Regions from separate parts of the Mus musculus genome. Here region 1 is linked to region 2. Evidence: chromatin contacts called from public Hi-C data. All regions are on one chromosome and are shown on one strand. The core of a region is the stretch at or near the end of the contact, and the rest is flanking DNA. Distances in the headings are between cores, read along the strand shown.

Region 1 (4,267 bases), core at 1,597-4,096, 130 kb before region 2:
AGAACACAGAAGGACTGTGCTTCAAGCCACGTTCTGCGTTGCCTTTGATTGACCTGGAATTACCCATCCTCCCCGCACCCAAAAGTTCAGCTGTCAAACATCCCATACGGTGGAATCCATTAATACACACAAACAGCACCTAGCCCAGTTCAGGCCCAGAGTAGAAGCTCCATAAAACTCCCAGGAGTTTAGGATGGCTGGTGGCAGCTGGGGCAGAGGGACACATGACATGACTTCTGTTGCCAGGAGATTTCTCTCCAAAAGGAAGGCCTTCCTCTTTTCAGACAGGGAGAACAGACACATGGCGCCAGTTCGGCAAGCACAGCTTTCCGAGGAGCCCAACCTGCTGTCCCCTCTCGGCAGATGCACCATCTCTCTAGGTTACAGTCAACAGGGGACGTCTAAGGGGCCACTATTCTTTCCCATTGCACAGCAGGGTGACACTAACATGGATCCTTTTTCCAGTGGACAAGGGAAAGGCAGAGGAGATAAATGGGCTGAAGTTTCAATTGAAGTGAATATCAATAAAATATTCTTTCCTAGATGTGTACAGCACAAACCCATGCAAGAGAAATAATCTGTGAACCCCAGTGACCCCAGGGCTGTGTAGATATCCACAGAGCCTTTCCTGAAGTGTTGAAATCCCTCATGACACCACTTTTTACTTTCCTCAAAAGGTTGAATTCAGAAATGCCTATGACTCCACCCTATTCTGACCCCCAGAAATCCATCACATAGACATTCCCCTAATGAACAAACAGTACAACAGTGGGTGCTTCAATGGCCAAATATGCATGGTCATGCTCCCCTGGGCTGGTAAGTGATCAGGCTACTCCATTCACACCCTAGAAGGGGTTAGGGGAAGACTGCTCTTGGTTTGGAGGGTCGTGGATACCAGTGTTTTGATGGCCTTGGCTGGAGTGAAAAAGCAAGTACGTCTGAGGTGCCTTGTGAGTGGGGTGGTCTGACCAGGGAAGGCTGTATGGTGTATAGCACACTCCAGCTCATGGCCTACCAAGCATGGGGCCCTTTCTGTTTCTATAGCATTATCCTATGAGTATTGTAGGTTCCTTCTGTGAGACAGATTTTTCTTGGAGCCATGAAGAATAGGGGACTCTCAGGAAATCCTGGTGACAGGAAGACACCTACTCAGGAATTCCCTATGTCTACTCTAGTCAATGGCCTTTGACTTTTGGATGTGACCGTCAGGAACACAGCACAATTGCCAGCACCCTCCCTTCCGTCAACACCCATGTTCTTCCAATTGTGATGCATGGAAGTTGGGCATGAGAATTCATACCAGGATCGGGATGAGCTGAGCTCAGATGCCCCTTGATGGGATGGAGCTGAAGAGAGAGGCATCCTCCCGCTGAGAACCATGACTCTAATTGAAGGTTAATCATACCATTTCAGTGTCAGACTTGAGCTGTTCTGCCTAGTTGTCCCAGAACTGGGTGGGGATTCCGAAACACCTCTAGGCTTTGCTTTATAGAAAATTAGTTGAGAACCCACAAAACCTGTAAAAGCTCTGCCTATGACCATTGTTGAATTGGCCTATTCTCCTCTCACGCAAACGCTTTTGCCTGCAATTCAGACTCATAAAAAGAGAAAATGAAAGAGTCACAGAGACTACTGCAGCAGATACTGAGGTGAGACGTGGCACCTGATGTCAGAACTAGGAATCGGAGCTAAGCATGGCAAATTCTAGTGTGCATGGGGCACGGAGCTCACAAAAGAATGGCAGGAAACTGCCAGGTGCAAACAGCCATGAACAGACAGACCTGTGGTTACTACCACTCTGAGCATCCAAGAAGTACTTGATAAATATAGATAGGATGAGCCGCATAATCACAGTCCCAAGAAACAGCTCTTGAAGCCAAGACTTTATTTCATGTTGGAGCTTTAGGCTCTAAACCACTCTTGAGTAATGTCTCCTGCCAATCTGTCACTTGAGTTGCTTCGGAAACCTTTCCTTAAAGGAATTCCACACCCATAAGAAGTTTATTACTCTGTCATCCCATTTGTTAGGCTAGTTGTGATACGTCAGAGGAACGTAAATAATCCCATTCAATTGAAAACAAAAAACAAAAACCAAAGCTTTCTTGCAAGCATTCAGAACTTTTGGCATCTCAAGCTCCGTCTGCATTTTTCCAAATGCTGGGCTGATTTTTTTCATGACTGTATGTTGAAAAAGCCATGAGGGGCGGGGTGCGCAAGACTCTCAGATGACCCTTCAGGAGAAACCTGTCTACATCTGGCTCTCCTCTGACACCTGCTGTATCGAACCTGTTTCCTTTGTCTTATCCTGGGAAAATGTACGTTTCTCGAACCGTCGCCACATATTCATCTGTAGACACCTTTCCCAACTCAACCACTTGAATAAATGACTCGGTTTGCTTGTAATGAACTTTTCCAGTTCAGCCTCACCAACAAAAAGATTAGATAAAAATTACCAAGTAACTGAAAGGTTCAGAAATCAGCTGCTTTGGCCTTTGTTTTTCTCTCCTTAGGTGTTTATGGTGGAGTGGGAATGGAAACTCGAACACAGACCAATTTCAGGTTCCTGTCAGCATCTCATGACAGGTCCTAGATAAACCCCATAAACTGTGAAAAATGGACAAGTCTTGGTTTTGATAACCTACCCTGGGATGAGGACCAAGAAGTTAAAGTCTCTGGATTCCGGAATTTTATCTCATGTGTTTTCCAGTGATTAATCCCAAACTTATCTTATTTCGTCAACAGTTCCAACAAGCCAAAAGGGACATTTTGGACGTCTGGCTGTAGCTCTTCTCTCGGCCCCAGCTTACCAGTGCCAAATGAAATGCTGATTAACCAAAAGTGCCCCTCCTCCCCCTTTTCCTGGCACGCGGAATTGCAAGGCAGCTATAGAGCAATGCTCTGGAGAGTGTAGACGTGGGTGGGAACTGCAGACAGGAGAGTTTTAGACTGTGGGGAAGGCACTGGTGTTGAAGAGGAATAGGAAGCAGGGGTCCAGGGGTGAGGTTGTGGAAAAGCAACGGGGCTGAGCTGAACAGCAAACATGAGGCGTTCCAGAGAACGCTGGAGAGAAGGGTCTAGAGGGAAAGGAGTGTCAGAAATAGGAATTGGTGGAGATTGAAGTCAGGTGGACAGACCTGGAGACTGGCTGTGAGGGGTGTAGTCCCAGGAACCACTGCCTATGATAGTGTAGGAGAGCCAGATGCTCTGATACTGGTGAGAGGGCAACAGACATGAGAAAGGAGTGACAAAGAACTGGGGGTCCGATTTAGAAACATCAGCTGGGTAAAGTAGGTTGGGGTCTAGACCCTTTGTGTTTTCCCCTTGTTTGTGCACTGCCCTAACTGTGTGCTTTTCTCCTCATCCCCGGACTCCATCCATCATCCATGCGCAGTACCATTCACCTACAGCATCTTACCCACAAAACCCTCACTTAGTATTCCTAGAAGCTTGGGTGAATCTCCCCCTGAATACCTGTGAAATACAAGCTCAAAACGCTGCTGAAATGAAGGCTTAAACCACACCCAAACCAGCACATGGCTAGAGAATGAGATGCTAGCCTCAGCCTCATGTCACATTGCCTCAGACCTCTGAAGGACAGGTGTACATTTGGGAAATCTGCCTTGGTTTATGGACCCTTAAGCTGATTGGGAGTTGGTGACCCATCCGGTCCCTTTCTAAAATCCTGGTCCAGGGAACCGACTGGAACCTTTTACACAGTTCTGAGTTGACAAACCTTTCACTGAAATCCTTTAACCTATCTGAAGCATATAGGATATAAACTTTGGCTTCTACGCAGGTCGAAGGTTACTGGGTAAATCTCTTCAAATCTCCCTGCAGCCTTACCAAGGGCTCATAGGAGGCTTTAGTGCCCTCTGTGGCGGGAGTCAGACTCAATCAGCTTTCTAGAATGTTCTATGGTGAAGGCTGCTCTTCTTGGCTCTGCAGGCCACCCTTTGTCTTTTTTGAGGTTCTCATTCAGTACTGGCCTTTGGGGAACTCTATGGGGCTACTATGCATGGACCAAAATGGCTAAGCAGTAGTGTTTGTGTGCGTGTGCGCACATACACACGCACACGCACACACACTCACTCAGGGCAGAACCAGGAGAAGTAAGCTGTGAGTCTGTCCTTCTCGGCCTGCTGCTGGGGGAAGAGCTGGGCTCACTTGTGCCTGTGATTGCTCTGTCAAATCAATTCAAGAGACCATAAAGATATAAGCACTGAACAGCACCATCACGGGACTCTTATTTTTTTCAAGGCTCCCTGCC
Region 2 (4,009 bases), core at 1,239-3,738:
GACTGTATCCAAGTGGAAGTGAGTAAAGGACTGTGAAGGAAAGTGTGGTCCCCAACTTTCTCTTGAACTGGTAAACTGTTGATACCCATAGAATATGATGGACACATAGTGAAATGTCTAGAAGGACCACTAAAAGTGCTATGCAAAAAGAGGCATCCTGAGACAATATAAATGAATAAAAATGGAGTTATAAAATATGTCCGTGTGACCCCTAAGAAGACAAAGAAAAGGAAACCAAAGGAAAAAAAATAACAGAAAAATAAAACTAAAATGACAGACTTAACATAACAATAATTACATTAAATGTGAACGGTCTAAACACACCAATTAAAAGGCAGAGATGGTAGCTTAGGAAAAGCAGCACAAACTCTAAGCTTATGCGAAACAAACAGACCATTATGTGGTTACCTCCTTCAAATGCTACTGTCACATGACCTTCCTTCCCCTTTACTTTTTCTTCCATGTGCCTTTGGTTTCAAACCTGACTTTGATGGCTTAAATAAGCGCAAAGCATGGCAGTACAAGAACAACACTGACTTGGGTGTTGGAGCATCTGCCGTATGTGCTCTTGTCTTCCTAGCTTCAGATGAGTAGTTCAGAGAAAATCAACCTTCATCTTCCATACATTCTGTTTTTTCAGTGTCTTCTATCCTTTGAAGTTGAGCCTAAGCATCACTGGCTCCAAAATGCTACACTCTTAGTGTGTCTATCATTGTCCTAACACTTCATAAGGATTATTAATGATCTGAGTGGAAGGAACTAACATTATCCTCATTGTGTGGTGATAATAAAATCACTACTTGGAAAAATGATCTGTCCACTCTCACACATCTCACCTACCCAGGGCACACCTGACTCATCTAACCCTAAGGCATGAACTACCAACCTTTGTGACCACTAAACTTGCAGAAAGGTTTCCTTCTGCTGTGGGACCATGAAAAAAGCTCAGAGAAAGGCTTTTACTAGCCAAATATCCCTGAAGAGTTTTAAGAGATTTGTTTTTCTTCTCTCCCCCTTTTAGACATAATTAATCAAATAGCCAACCTGTCCCTTCCTTTCCTCAATGAAACATTTCTAAAGGCGTAAGCTAGAGGAATGGGTTGAAGGAACACCACCTCGTCCCTCCCAGGGGCCCAGTGTGGGATGACATTTGGTTCATTTGTCATCATATTTGATGTTTCCACATTTCATGGCTCTGTTTCAGGCCAAAGTCATCAAGCAAGCAAACCATGGGGGGCTCTCTTGTTATATCCATACTCTTGAAGGGCTATTGTTCCATGCCACCTCAACTGTAAGGGATCTGGGTCAGCATTTCCCCCTTTAGGGCTTTCATGAGGTGGAGACTTTCATGTCTCACCTTGCAGAAAGGGAAGGAAAGGGCAGAAAGCTTCGGAGGTGGTGACTAAAACAGCTTTGAGATCATGCCAAGGCCCAGTGGCATGGACTGGTTTTTCTCTCTATGTTTCCTGGAATGAAAAGCGAATTTTTCTAGCTTCTCTCTCCCTCCCACATCCCCAACCATCTCTCAGCTCCTGGCAGTGCCAGTGCACACATCCAGGGATAACGCTCAAAATCGCCTCCTTCTCCTTTGACAATAATATAAGGCAAACCATTTGGCATTCGAGAGGCACCCCAGTTGCCTGACCCCTGGCAGGGTCCCAGGGGATTTGTGGTTGACAGCTAATCAGAGCCCTGGCCATAGCCATTTCCCATGACATAGCTGGAATGCTCCCACTGCCCGTCCTTCAGTTACTCGGCCAGGCTGAAACTATTTGCTCCCCTCCCACCCTGTCCATCACCGTCCTTCCTCAGGCTGAGCCTCCTTACCACCCGCTGGATAGACTCTCAAGGCTCTGCATGGGAGAGCAACAAACGTCGCTCTGCTTTTATTATTGACCCGCAACCCACCTCTTGGACTCCTACAACCAACAGGCCTCTTTCAAGCATCCTCCTCTTGAGCAATGATAAACTTCAATGCCAGAGGGGTAGAAAGAGAACAAGCCACTCTGGGCTAACCAGACTGGTATTAGAGGGGTGGCCAAGCGTGGGATTTCCAAGTGGTGGTCATAAAACATGCATCGTTGTTATTTATGGTTAATCTGCCTAGGAACTGGAAATAGAAACATTTCACCGCTCTTCTTCTGCAGGCAATTCTTAGCTTACCTGGGGATGGGAAAGTCTTGTTGATGACAAGCCAGGTGCCATATTCTGCCCAGGGGCTGAATGTGGTGACCAGGAGCCAGACTGCCTGGGTTCCTGCCCAGCTGCACAGACTGACTAGCTGGGCGATCCCAGGTAATTTATAGAATGTCTCTGGACTTTAGCCTACCTCTCTGTACAATGAAGGAAATCTGAGGAAAGGACTACCACACGCGCCTGCCATGGGAACTGTGTATATTTGCAAACCAGTGCCTAGCACATGGTGAGTGCTGCTTCGGTGCTCGGAAAAGAAATGCTATAATGAGATGTTCAGCATAGATATGCAAATGTGACATTCTGAACATTTTCATGACTGGATAGCATTACTCGGCATTCTTTACTGAGGATGCTCCTGACATCTTGGGAGTCTTACAGAGCTTCCTGCGGTCAGAGTAGGGTTTGATGCTGCTTCGCCTTCTGTTACGATAGTGGGTCTCAGTCTGGGGCCCCTGCCCACCTTGGAAAGTGGAAAGAAATTCAAGGCCCTCCAGCTCCACCCAGAACTCCTGACTCAGCCATCCTGGGACCGAATCCAGGAATTTGTTGTAACAAGCCCTCCAAGAGACTGGGAGGTAGGATGTTTAAGATATGCCCTAGATCACCAAGTTCCCATTTGAGGGGGAGAAATAAGGTCCCTTCCTTCCTGCCCCAAGGTCATTATGCAAAGTGAACGTAAGTGTAGGGCCACAGCCACTTCGGGTGGATCTGTATAAGCTGTTCTGTGCTGGATGTTGTGGGAATGTCGACCATGGAGGAGCATATCCCCGAATTGTGTAGAAAAGCCAAGTGTGGACACAGTTACCTAAGACATGGACCACCCTGGAAGTCAACACATCAAGATCCAGAGGCTTCGGGTCAAAGGAAGCCAGGCCTGTATCTCTACAAGTGAACTTGGGGAAGTCACTTAATCTCACTGTGCCTGGCTCCCCTCCTCTCTGAAACTACTCTAAGGATGAAATCAAGTCAGAGCCATGGCCTTGTAGGTAGAGACACAGGGCTTAGTGGGCTAGGGTCAGAATGAGCATCTACTACCAAATGATCCATGATTCATCTCATGATGAGGATGTTGCCTCTGAAGGAGGAAGCTACAGGAATGGGACTTAGACCCAGGGAAATTCTCAGAAGATGGACACGAAGGAGGAAAAACAGGTTGCTACAGATTATTAGAAAAGGAAATTATCAGGTAAACCAAATCGACTCCATCTATAGGCTCTCTGCTTTGCACAAACTAGCCTTAAGCTAGGGAATCCAACAGCGAAGATGGCCCCCATCCCAGATGTAGGCTTTTGATGTCAGGCTCTGCTCGCCTTTCCCCCTCATGACTCACATATAGCGGGGAACAGCTGAAAAATATTGACCTTATAATTTTCCCACAGTTCCCTACTGCTCTGTAGTCTCAGAACTGCATCAAAGTAAGTGCACAGATAGGATGAGCTATGAGCTCAGAGTGCAACCGCATGAGCCTTTGGCTCAGAGCTGGGTAGGAAGATTGGATGGGATACTTCATTCTTATCTGTATAAGGAGACACTATATAGGTATTACTCTCCTGAGCCACAGAGGGACGTGCACATCTTTCGGGCTTGTCACTCTCAGGCTAATTTTCCTATAAAGTCTCTACGACTTTTGCCCTGTTAAGTCTTCCAAAAGCTTAGGTACAAAGGGGAAGGGGAAAAGGGGCATGGGAGAAGGTAGTAGACCCATCTCCAGTGAGCCCTGACAGTCCTGAGCCCACCCGTGTCCCAGTGATTTATACTCTGGTAAGATTTTTAGCAAATCAAGATGCTTGAGATGTTCTCTTTCAAAGCAGGG

Evidence for each region. Hi-C and Micro-C count contacts between places; a contact is called where the count stands out from the background.
Region 1: a Hi-C map of cerebral cortex shows a contact between it and region 2, with 2.4 times the contacts expected there. The contact joins two enhancer-like sites. A contact is called at or near these places in 1 of 39 promoter capture datasets (hippocampal neurons), 14 of 484 Hi-C or Micro-C datasets (the HL-1 cell line, the N1E-115 cell line, Sertoli cells and 7 more) and 1 of 115 datasets of contacts at active chromatin or transcription factors (heart atrium).

What each region holds. Positions count from the first base shown.
Region 1 is chr11:35,394,155-35,398,421 of GRCm38.p6, reverse strand. All of the region lies in intron 4 of Slit3 (slit guidance ligand 3), which reads right to left. Among named protein-coding and RNA genes, the nearest start is that of Gm46277, 110 kb to the right of the region's middle. Within about 2 kb of position 2,846, at least 19 of the 459 cell types and tissues checked have an H3K27ac peak or open chromatin away from gene starts, as enhancers often do. A contact at or near this core is called in cerebral cortex, where this site is marked.
Region 2 is chr11:35,260,345-35,264,353 of GRCm38.p6, reverse strand. The region is part of intron 4 of Slit3 (slit guidance ligand 3); the gene reads right to left. Among named protein-coding and RNA genes, the nearest start is that of Gm46277, 26 kb to the left of the region's middle. Within about 2 kb of position 2,488, at least 26 of the 459 cell types and tissues checked have an H3K27ac peak or open chromatin away from gene starts, as enhancers often do. A contact at or near this core is called in cerebral cortex, where this site is marked.